Regions from separate parts of the Rattus norvegicus genome. Here region 1 is linked to region 2. Evidence: chromatin contacts called from public Hi-C data. All regions are on one chromosome and are shown on one strand. The core of a region is the stretch at or near the end of the contact, and the rest is flanking DNA. Distances in the headings are between cores, read along the strand shown.

What was found. Hi-C and Micro-C count contacts between places; a contact is called where the count stands out from the background.
Region 1: a contact with region 2 is called in a Hi-C map of kidney, with 5 times the contacts expected there. The contact joins the promoter of Atp1a1 here to the enhancer-like site in region 2. A contact is called at or near these places in 9 of 12 Hi-C or Micro-C datasets (the A7r5 cell line, the Rat2 cell line, Schwann cells and 5 more).

What each region holds. Positions count from the first base shown.
Region 1 is chr2:191,734,436-191,739,909 of GRCr8, reverse strand. It overlaps Atp1a1 (ATPase Na+/K+ transporting subunit alpha 1), which reads left to right and starts at 2,496. Exons shown (of 23, transcript NM_012504.1): 1 at 2,496-2,744. The coding sequence starts at 2,733. LOC103691652 (a long non-coding RNA gene) reads right to left here and starts at 2,284. Exons shown (of 7, transcript XR_010064368.1): 1 at 2,018-2,284; 2 at 796-944; 3 at 590-690.
Region 2 is chr2:191,630,541-191,635,913 of GRCr8, reverse strand. No RefSeq gene overlaps it. Among named protein-coding and RNA genes, the nearest start is that of Atp1a1, 100 kb to the left of the region's middle. Within about 2 kb of position 2,638, at least 18 of the 93 cell types and tissues checked have an H3K27ac peak or open chromatin away from gene starts, as enhancers often do. A contact at or near this core is called in the A7r5 cell line, kidney and liver, where this site is marked.

The DNA.
Region 1 (5,474 bases), core at 1,247-3,746, 100 kb before region 2:
TTTTGTGTTGTTTTGTTTCCCTTTTGGTTTTGTTGTTGGTTTTTTGAGACAGGATTTCACCCTGTAGCCCTGGCTGTCCTGGAACTTGCTCTGTAGACCAGGCTGGCCTCGAACTCACAGAGATCTGCCTGCTTCTATCTTCTGAGTGCTAGGATCAAAGGCATACACCACCACCACCTTTACTTGGTTCTCTACCCACATCCACAGCTCTGCATTTCAACAAGACAGGGAGTCTTTCCATTACTTGTCCATGAGAAGTTGGTTCTATGTTTAGACACGGAAGTATGAAGTTCAAGTTTAAGTTGGTTTAAGTTTCCAAATTCAAAGACCACACACACACACACACACACACACACACACACACTGTGCAGTTTCACTGCTTCATTTGAAGCCATGTAAGAACTCCAGGACAAGTTAAAAACTATTGAATAAAGTCAAGAGCAAAATACAGGGTTTAATTAGACATCCATACTTATTTTGCTCTTTCCACCCTTGAACACAACCAGAAGCCCAGGGTCCCCTGAGAGGCTGGCAGTACCCCACAGCTGCAAGGAAGCAGCTGAGGAGAGAAGACAGCATCTTGACCTACCTGACTTATCTTGATGGATGAGTGGATGAGTAAGGAGGACAACAGCTCTGGCTTGTGCTTCTGATATTTTCCTTGTTGTGTTTTCCCGTTTAGATCAGGGCCTATGGGTAATTAATCTTAAAGTAAGGTCTTCAGTAAGCAAAGCCTCCCGCACAGTAGCAGCGATCTGCCGGGCACAGTAATGAACTTTCTTAAGTCTAACTCACATGCTGCAGCCTTCAGTTGAACTAGCAGGGCTGGTACTACAGGGCTCTGGATTTGGGGGTCTTTTTCCCCAGAATCGTGATTTTTGAATTTTGCTTACAATTCATCTTCTCTCTGAGGCCCGAACTGATTTCATCAAGTCTGTGGATCACTGGAAGAGATAAAGGCTGTCTTCTGCTATAAGCAACAGTTGTATAAGCAACAGTTGTTTCTAAGAAGTGCAGAGAATTGCTCTATGGAAGAACTGATAACACAGTGATTAGTTGTTTTGGGTGTTTTTCCTCCCTCCCTCCCCCCTTTTCTTTTTTTTTTAAAGATTTATTCATTCATTTATTCATTTATTTTATGTATGTTGCTCTCTTCACCACCACCACACCAGAAGAGGGCAGGCATCAGATCTCATTACAGATGGCTGTGAGCCACCATGTGGTTTCTGGGATTTGAACTCAGGACCTCTGGAAGAGCAGACAATGCTCTTAACCACTGAGCTATCTCTCCAGCCCCCCTCCCCCCTTTTCTTTGCAAGCCCCACATCCTACAAAAAGCATTGGCGCTTGAAGTTGATAGGTCTAGATCTAAGAAGTTAATGTTTTCCTTGCTTCTCCCAGGAGTTTCCAGAGATGGAAATCGAGTTTCTCCACCGAATCCTGCGCTTTCCCAGAGTGCTTGCTTTCCTGACATTGATGATGACGATGATGATGATACTTTGTTATTTTTAATGATAAGTTTCAGCCATCATAGCACCTGCTAAGCCACTGAAACGGAAGCCCTGCTCTCAACTTTGCCAGGCCAAGAGCGGGCGACTGGCTGGGCGTGAGACTGATTAGTCCCTCAGGGTAACCACGGATGCTGTGCATGATGTGGGGCGCTGCTGTTGGGAGGTGCGGAGCTGCAGAGCGTTTTGAGCCACCTCTTTTACTAAAGATAGGTGTTCTTTTGGGTTTCAGATTTCTCTACCATAAAAAGGGGAATCTCTCTGAAAAGCAGGTTAACACCCCTCCCCCCTCCTCTTGCAAGTAGATTTCATTCATACAGTGCTGTGAATGAACTTCTTACTGGCTTTTTTTTTTTTAATAGTCACTTGGGGTCATAAGGAAAGGGAAGTGTAAGTGACGCGCGCACGCGCGCGAGTGTGTGTGTGTGTATATGTCTGAAGCATTTCTCTAGTGGTGGAATGAGAAGTTGTAAGAGGATCCCAGAACAGAGGAATCAAAGGGAAGGTACCATCTGCAGATAGGTGCGGGCCTGGATCTGCAGAGAAGAGTCCCTCGGAGTCGCGCAGCTGCTGTCCAACCCCGGCCCCTCGAGACCCCCGACGCTCTAGAAAAGCTACGCTGAGCAAGTGGGCTAGCCCCGACTGCGCCGCGCCGCACCCACTGCGGACCTTCCGCGCTCTACTTCGCAGGCTGCTCAGTCAAATACCCGGTCCTGGAGGCAGACGCGCTCCGTAGCCCTCTAGAGACCGGGGCACTCGGGTACTGGGCCCGGGCGCCCTCCTGCCGGGAGCCCGGGCTAGGCAGCGGCTAGCGTGGTCCGGGCCCGGCGGGGAGGGGTTAGAGGCGGAGGCGGAGCCAGCTGGAGCCGGTGTCAGGTTGCTCCGGTAACGGTGACGTGCACGCGTGGGCGGAGCCATCACGCAGGTTGCATATTTTAGGAAGTGAGGAGGAGGCAAGGGCTGGAGCTGCGGCTGGGTCTGGGGCGCGGAGCCTCGGCGGGAGGAGGCGGACACGTGGCAGCGGCGGCGGCAGCGGCAGCAGCAGCGGCGGCAGCAGCGGCGGCCTCGGTCCGGGGCGCCGGCCGTCCTCCCTCTTTCCTCCGGCGGCAGCCCTAGTTCCCGCCTCTCGGCTCCCCCGGCTCCACTCTCCCAGCCGGGAGCTGCTCTCTCCTCTTTCTAGTCTCCAGCCACAGGACCCGGCGCGGGGCCCGCAGCGCCGCCACCATGGGGAAGGGGGTGAGTGTCTGGCGAGCCCGGGCCGCGGGCGGGGGCGCGGGAGGAAGCGGCTTGGAGACCCGGCTCTCCGCAATGGAGGGGCGGGTGCTGAGAGCCGGCAGCGGCCCTGGAGGAGTAGCACCCGGGGCGGCATCCCTGAGCCCGGCGCCTGCCCTGCCTGAGCCCTTTGGTCGCCTTCACCGCGCGCCTTGCGCTTCCTTTCTCCCTCCTCCCACCGTGCCCAGGGAAAGGAGCGCTCCTCCCCTTCCCCCGGGGAGCTCCGCCAGGGCCCCCTCGCGGTGGCCGTTCTCGCCGCGGCCCGGCGCCGGCTAGGGCAGCCTCCGGGTCGAGACTCCCTTCTCCAGGAGGCTCTGGGGCTCGGCCAGCTCCCCGCAGAGGCGACCGCCCTCCCCCAAAGGAAAAAAACTGGCTTCCCCTTAGGCCGAACCAGCCCAGCGAAGCTAGTGCCAGAAAGGGTGTGACTTCACAGCCCAAAGATAGCCTTTAAGGTATACTTTTGAGAGCTTTAAAATGGGCCACTGTCCATAACAGGATGTGCCTTTGGTAACTGGTGTTGTCTTAACGGTGGGGAGGGGTGTGTGAATTTATGTTAGGGGACGATTCTTAAAGGGGGCTAGGCTGACCCTCTAGGGCCGCAGGCTACTGTCAATCCAACAAAGGACTGGAGACTGGACAGTTAATGGTGCTAGAAAAGCCATGCGGGTTTCCTGCACTGCTGTCTCATCCAAGAGGTGTTCCGAAAAGAATGAGGGATTCGGGGCACGAACAACGCCGAGGTCCCACCTTGATAACTGCTATCCACCTCGGAAGAGTTAGTTCCTGACCTCTCAGCAGCAGATAAAAACTTAAAAAATAACCCTGAAAACATCAGTTCCTAGGTTGAAAAAGCACCAGTCATGAGAATACAGGTGGGAGAGTCCACTCCACCCTCTTCAGGGCTGACCAAGCAGACGAGCTGAGGACACTCTGCAGGTCCTAAGGCACCTGGGTGTATACTGAGATGGAGCGAGAGCACATTCTTTGGAGACTTGGAAGAGACGATTATAAAACGTGGCCAGGAAGAGAGATTAGGGACCCTGACGGTGCCCCCGCACAGGTTTTGCAGCATCGCAGCAAAGAACTGATTCCCTCCTGGCCTCCACTTCCAGGATGGAAACCGGATCTGTAGGTCATACTGTTCTAGCCGTTCCTATAAACCATTTATTCGTTAAAGCCCCATCTTTTTATCTCCTATCCCTTCAAAAAGAATCTTTGTCATTTGGAGACCTTGAGCAGCTTTTAGGAGCACAGAGACAGGCGGAAGCCTAGGAAGGTGAAGTGACTTGTTCAAGGTCAAACGGTTGTTTAGTGACAACAGGTGCTCTACAACCTGTTGCTCTCAAGCTTATTCATAACGTCTGCCTCTGAAGCATCGTTTTGTGTGTAGAACTCTAAAGTTCTCCTCCAGAAGAAATCGGGGTGTTTGTAATAGTAAATAAACCAGGAAGATGTTTAAGTTGGAGTTACGCCTTTAGGCCTAGGGCATATACACTGGAGTAGTGCAATAACAGTTCAACTGAGAGTTTGGTCAAGTTCAACCTAAGTGTTTTATGAACCCTAAAGATGTCTAGAGTACTTAGTATTTGAAGTACTCTGATACATTGGATATTAAATTGCCTGCATGCATTCATGTATGAATGCCGGTCTTTCTCAATGACTTACAATGGCAAATTGGTCAGAGGAATATTTCATACTGAAATGTTGGGATTTTTCCACATGGGGATTAAAATGTGGGTGGAGCAATGACTAAAGCCCTGTTGATAATTGGTTAACCAAGAAGCTTAAGGGCAGCTAATTTTTAAGGTCATCGTGATCTTCCCCCACCCTCACCCCTTTTCTTAAGTGCCATCTAGGGTTTAGGTGTGGGTGATATTTCCAGATGATTCTTCCTAGCTTTCAAAACTGGGGTCCTGAACGTTTGGTAAGAAAAATGAAGGACCAGCTTGCTGAATCATTCCTGGGATAAAATAGGATTTTGTTCCTTTTTTTTTTTTCTTATTCAGTGTTTATTTGCCAGTGACTCGGCTTAAATCCTCATGAGGCCTACCACCCACAACTGTTTAGCTCACCAAAGGTACACATCATAATTGTTTAGAAATGCAGGGGACTTGGTTTGTTTTGTTTGAAGTTTATAAAAGGTGGGAGAAGGGAGGGTCTAACCTAGCCTTTCATTTCAGTTCTGGATTTGGTTTAATATTAACTTAGATGCTGAGAAAAGAAATCCTAGCTTATGGGTAGTGATTTAAAGACCAGGCAGGGAAAGAGGCTCTAGTGGAGGTGACACAAGGTACTCTTGTCAGCAGGAATCTTGGTTGTAGGGTAACATTATCAGCCGCCCTTTTGGAGCTAAACTCGAAAGTGTGAGTAAATGCCCACTGGCTGCTATAAAGCTAGTACTTTAGACTCACAACACGGTGAGGCAGAGTCTTCCCAATGGAGAGCCGCTCAGCCTGGATAGGAACAAGTAAGGCACTTAAAGGACACACTGGGGCTGGTCCTGGAAGTCCCGGAAAACAGAAGAGTAGGTTGTTTCCACCTTTTCTCTGCCAGTCATACAGTGTAAGAGTGAAACAGTTCCCTGCCTGGAAGGTTCTCTGCCCCACTCCCCACCTCCACCACCACCCCCCAATTATAAGGCTGTATGTTCTTGGCTGCTGTCTGTCTGTTAATTTGTAGCGTTCTCTGTTGGCA
Region 2 (5,373 bases), core at 1,389-3,888:
GTAGATGCAGGGTTGGTACTGGTGATGTCTCCATACCTATGTGGCACTTTCCAGGTGTCCTTCATGAGCTTTGGTGGAGCATCGGGCAGTATGGAGCAGAAGACTTCTGGCACCAGTAAGGGCTGTCTGTCATTGTCCCATTGAGACTTTGAAGATTCTACCCCAGCCTAATTACCCAGGCATTCACCCTAAAGTTTGGTGTACTTGGCAAAGTCCTTTTCACAAATGCAGCTTTTCTTCAACACGTTCAATATCCACTGGCCGCTTTCTAGTTGACAAAACACTCCATGCTTCTGGGGGAGGGCCACGGGTTGGATGTGAGTGTGAGGGTCCACGACGTGGGTGCGTATAGAGCTAGAGGTCAATGTTGGGCATTTTGCTGTTACTCTCCGCCTTCTTTTTGGGGACAGGGTCTCTTACTGAACCGAAGCTCACTGATTTGGCAAGACTGTCACATGAGCTTCGGGGACCCTCCCACTTTCACCTCCTCAGAGCTGGGAGTTAGGTGTGTGGCTCTGTGCCTGGCTGTTGGTGTGGATGCTGGAGGATCTAACTCAGTTCTCATGCTTGATTGGTGAGTGCTGCCGGAGCCATGTCCCCAGGCCTCCCGAGCCTTTATAACCCCTTCTTTAAAAAAGTCACAGGACCCTTAGTCTCCAAGGCAGGCTCCAGCAAACCCAGTGTTGGTCAGGAAACTAGAGTCAGCAGGATGTTACCTGCATAGTCAATTTTCATCCAGACTAGGGCTTGGCCTGCGTTAACTTGTCTCCAGCGAAATGAAATATGAACCACTGAGCACCGTGGAGAGTTTGCTTCGCAGAGGCTGGTTGTACAGAAAGTTGAAGCCAAAAGCCCATGAAAAGTCTATTTCTAAATACTTATCAACTCTTTCCTGGTGGGTGACAGATCTAACACACCACTTGGAATGTGTCACGTCTGTCCCTGCCTCGGCATGACGTGACCCTCTTCTCATCTTTCAAAGTTTCAGGGGCACCATTTCACAGCGTCTTCTCCCGCTACTCTCAAACAAGCAAAGGGACCAATGGGGCTGAGCAAACACTCTTGACAGGAGGGAGCCTGAGCTCCTAGGGACTGGCACAAGCCCAGGGTGGCCACCGGAGTGGGTGCCAGGAAAAGCTAAATGAGATAAGCTCAGAGACTAGATAAGGACAGTCTGTACAGAACACGAGCCCTGGCAGCACCACTGTCCTTTCTTCTAACGTGCAGAGCAGAGTCCTTTGCCTGGGCCTTGGTTTAAGCAAAGCTCTGCCTTCGTTAAACATCACAGCTGTAGCTTGTCTCCAGACCAAGGGGACCACGGGGAGAAAAAGGAAGTGGTGGACAGAGGGAGAGGGTACCAGAGTGACAGAAGGGACGTGTCACACCGCACCACGACTGAGTCTTACTTCTTCATTCCTCAGTGGCTGAGATTTCTAGCCTGCCTTTCCCCCAGTTAGTCTGCCCTCCCCACCTCCTAGTACCTTGCCTCTGTGGCCTCACTCACCCCTGAAACATAGAGTCCTCTGTGGCTAGACCCTGGGAGAGCTAAGTGACCAATGGACTTTGTGCAAGCTCCAGGCCGCATGTGTGGGAAGGAGAGGGAGGTCAAAGGTAGGAAAGGGGGACATACTGTTATGGACTCCCTCTCGTGGGCTCCCTCATGAGCTCCCGCTCATGGGCTCCCTCTCATGCATTTGGGCCTTGACCTCTGTGGGGGAAAGGGGCAGGGGACAAGTTTTGAAACGGAATGACATCTAATCCTGTCTGTGGACGTGGGCCAGCCCTGACCTTGCCTAGACATCTATCTTCCATGGCCATGCATACAGCAAAGGCCACAATGTCCCTGTCAGACTGAAACACACACACACACACACACACACACACACACACACACACACACACACACACTCAGGAGAAGGGATTTTCTTATTTAGACCAGACAGTCCAGGACAAACTGGAACAACTGGTTACCCCAGCAGAAAATGCACCCCAGAGGTTATGTGAGGTGTAGGGATGATGGACAGCAGGTGAGAAAGAGAACCACCTTCCTGGAACCTGGAAACCCTTGCTGCATTCTGCACTCAACTCCCTTCTTGACCACACTGGGTGCCTGTGGTGTGAGTGAGCGTGTGTGTGTGTGTGTGTGTGTGTGTGTGTGTGTGTGTGTGTGTGTATGATGTCTGTTTGTGTGTATGTGTGGTGTGTGTGTGTATGCGTGTGTGTGTGTGTGGGGGGGGGTGTGGGGGGTGTGTGTGTGTATATGTGTGTGTGGTGTGTCTGGCATGTGTGTATGTGGCATGTGTGTATGTGTGTGTGGTGTGTGTGTGTGTGGTGTGTGTGTGTGGTGTGTGTTGGTGTGTGTGTTTATGGTTTGTGTGTGAGTATGGTATGTGTGTGGTATGTGTGTGGTGTGTGTGTATGGGGTGTGTATGTGAGTGTGTGTGTGTGTGTGTATGTGCTGTCCCCCACTATTTGCTTCAGTGGCTCTCATTCTGTCAGGCTCCTAGGACCTGTCTATGGGGCTCCAGGAGGTGAAGGTCAACTAAGGACAGGCTGATTAGCTTGCCCTGTGGGGCCTTTCTCTTGGTGACACAGCCTCTGGCTCAGAACAAAGGCCCCTCATTAGGCGGAGAAGCTCATCTTTGACCACGAGAGTGCTGCCACCTGCTGTCCGAGCGGCTGTGCTCTTTCATGAAGTCCTGCACAGTCTGCCTTGCCCCATCCCCCCATCCCACTACAATGGGACCCCTTGAGAGGTACAAGGAAGAGCCCTGGAAGGCTGGCAGTCTGGGGCCAGAACACAGCTTGGGGTCCCGGAATTGGGGCCCAGACTGGCACTCCTCGCTGCTGTGAAGTCTCTGGGCCTGGATCCACCAGAGCCTGCTACACCACTGTCAATTATTAAGCATTCAGGATTTTTACGGGTTGCGTGGTCAGCGTGAAATGGGTCTCAGCAGCAGTATTTACATGACAGAAATTGGCAAATGCCCCAAGTCAGAGCTTTCTCCAACTCCCAAACCACTCCAGCCCACTTGTCAACTGTAAGAAGACCTGTCAACCTTAAAACAGTCTGAGGACTGGGGAAGGCTGGGTGGTAGAAGGGCTTGCATGCACACGGCCCTCAGCTGACCCCAGGACAAAATGGAAAATGGCAATCCCTGTTGGCAGGAGAGATCTTAGACAACTGCCAAGTGTGGGACTCATATCATAGAAACAGAAATGTAGAGATATATTTTTATGGGGGTGGGGGTGGGGATGGGGGTGGGGGTGGGGGTGGGGGTGGGGCAACAGCCATCCTGATAAGAGGGAGTTCACGAGGAAGGAACTGCTCTTCGGTCTTTTAAGAATAGTTGAGGGCGGGGTTGGGGATTTAGCTCAGTGGTAGAGCGCTTGCCTAGCAAGCGCAAGGCCCTGGGTTCGGTCCCCAGCTCCGGAAAAAAAAAAAAAAAAAAAAAAAAAAAAAAAGAATAGTTGAGGGCTGTGGAACAGGGGGAACTAGACTGACAGTTCTCCTGAATACTAACTATGCCACTGGGCAGATGGCCTTACCCGTCCAGCTCCCAGGTCCCCTGCCTTGTGTGCTAGCAGCAAAGTGATGCATTGAAGGGCCAGGACATTATCAGGCCCAAAGCCTGCACTTAGCACCCATTAGATGTTATCAATCATTGACTGGAACCTCAGAAGCTCTGTAAACAGAGCCTGCCAACTCCCTCCCAAAACCAGTGTCATACCTGGTGTAGTGGCACATGCCTTTAATCCCAGGACTCCAGAAGTAGAGGCAGATAGAACTCAAGAGTTTGAGGCCAGCCTGGTCTATATAGCAAGTTCCAGAACAGCCAGGACTATACTGTGAGATGCTATCTCAAAAACAAAACAAAAAGCAAGCCAGTTGTCACCTGTAAATGTTTACCCTAGCCTCACACTTAGCTATTCCTTCTATAGCCATCATCCCCCACTTCCTCAATTGGGACTTGGAACAAGGCATCCTTCAGCGCACAGAGATCACACGCTACGCTACATTGTGAATTGAAAACGCATTAAGGAGTTAAACAATACAAACCTTAGAGGCAACCTTAAAGATTTTCTATATAGAAGCCATTGTCCCTTACGAGGTCCAGTTCACAAAGGGCAGCATGCATATTCAATTTCAACTTTGAGAGCCAGTGTCCCCACCCAAGCTGACCTTGAACTCACAGTGTTCCTACCTTGATTACAGGCAGGCGCGTATAATACCCAGTTTTGCCTTGGATTCTATTGCACCCAGCTGGAACAGAGATTACTCAGCTAAGGACAGATTGTCTAAGATCCAGGGAAACCAAGGGGAGTGTCCATCTAGGAGAATGAGCCAAAGGGACATACAGGACATGAGCTTTCCTACGGGAGAGGACAGCTTTGCTGTGCACTGAAGAACTCTAGAAAACTGTCTACAGGCCATAGCAGTCTAGTTCTGTAACTCTCCCACCTCCAAGACTACACTCACCTCAGTCTTTGGGTGAGTGATTGGGACTTTCGGGTGCTGAGATGTGTGGAAGATAATGTCTTGTGGACACAAACATTTCTCTTCTGAGACAGTTGTGAACCAGCATCCTATGGCTCCATCGTTCTAGGATGAACTTTTACCTCATGGTTCAAGACAGCCACAGAGCTCCAGCCATCAGCGTCTGCCTTCTGTCTATGGGAATACTTGTTTCTAGAAGTCAGGTCATGGGCCATTTGCAGTTATGTGTCTTCATGTAGATATAATATAGGTAGGATGCATATGTCTGGCTAAGATTTAAGGGTTCTATTTTTAATAAAGCAGAGAGCAGGAGGTAAGTTCCCCTAAACCAGCTCACAGCTCCCTCAGGAGCCTCTGTACAACAATGTCCCACCCCAAAGCAGGAAAAGCCATCCTCCAAGCCCAATGTGGGAGGGCTGCTAGGCCCCAACTGCAGCATTTCCCCTGCCTCAGGCTGACCACTCTATTGCCCCTTCCTTCCAATTCTTGCCACCTTCCATGTTTGGCAAAATACTGTGGTGAACGACTTAACATTCAGAATTTAATATTCAGCTGTGGACAGGTCACCTGTTGACTTAGGTCTGTGGCAAGGCCTAAATAGAGGAAAACTGCTGACGCACAGAGAGCCAACTAGTGGAAGAGGGAGGGAGACAGAAGAAGGGTTGTGGGGAAGGAAGAGAACAAGAGAGGAAAAAGAGAGGGGAGAGCAACTGGGGGTGTGGGTGGGGAGCCCACCCCCAGAGACCCACTTCCCCACCTTCCAACAGTCTATTTAGCTATAACTCATCAAGAGATTAATGTGCTAATAGATAAGATTGTACCCTAAAGATCTGATTGCCTCACAGTATTGCTACAAGCTAGGGATTAAGCCTTCA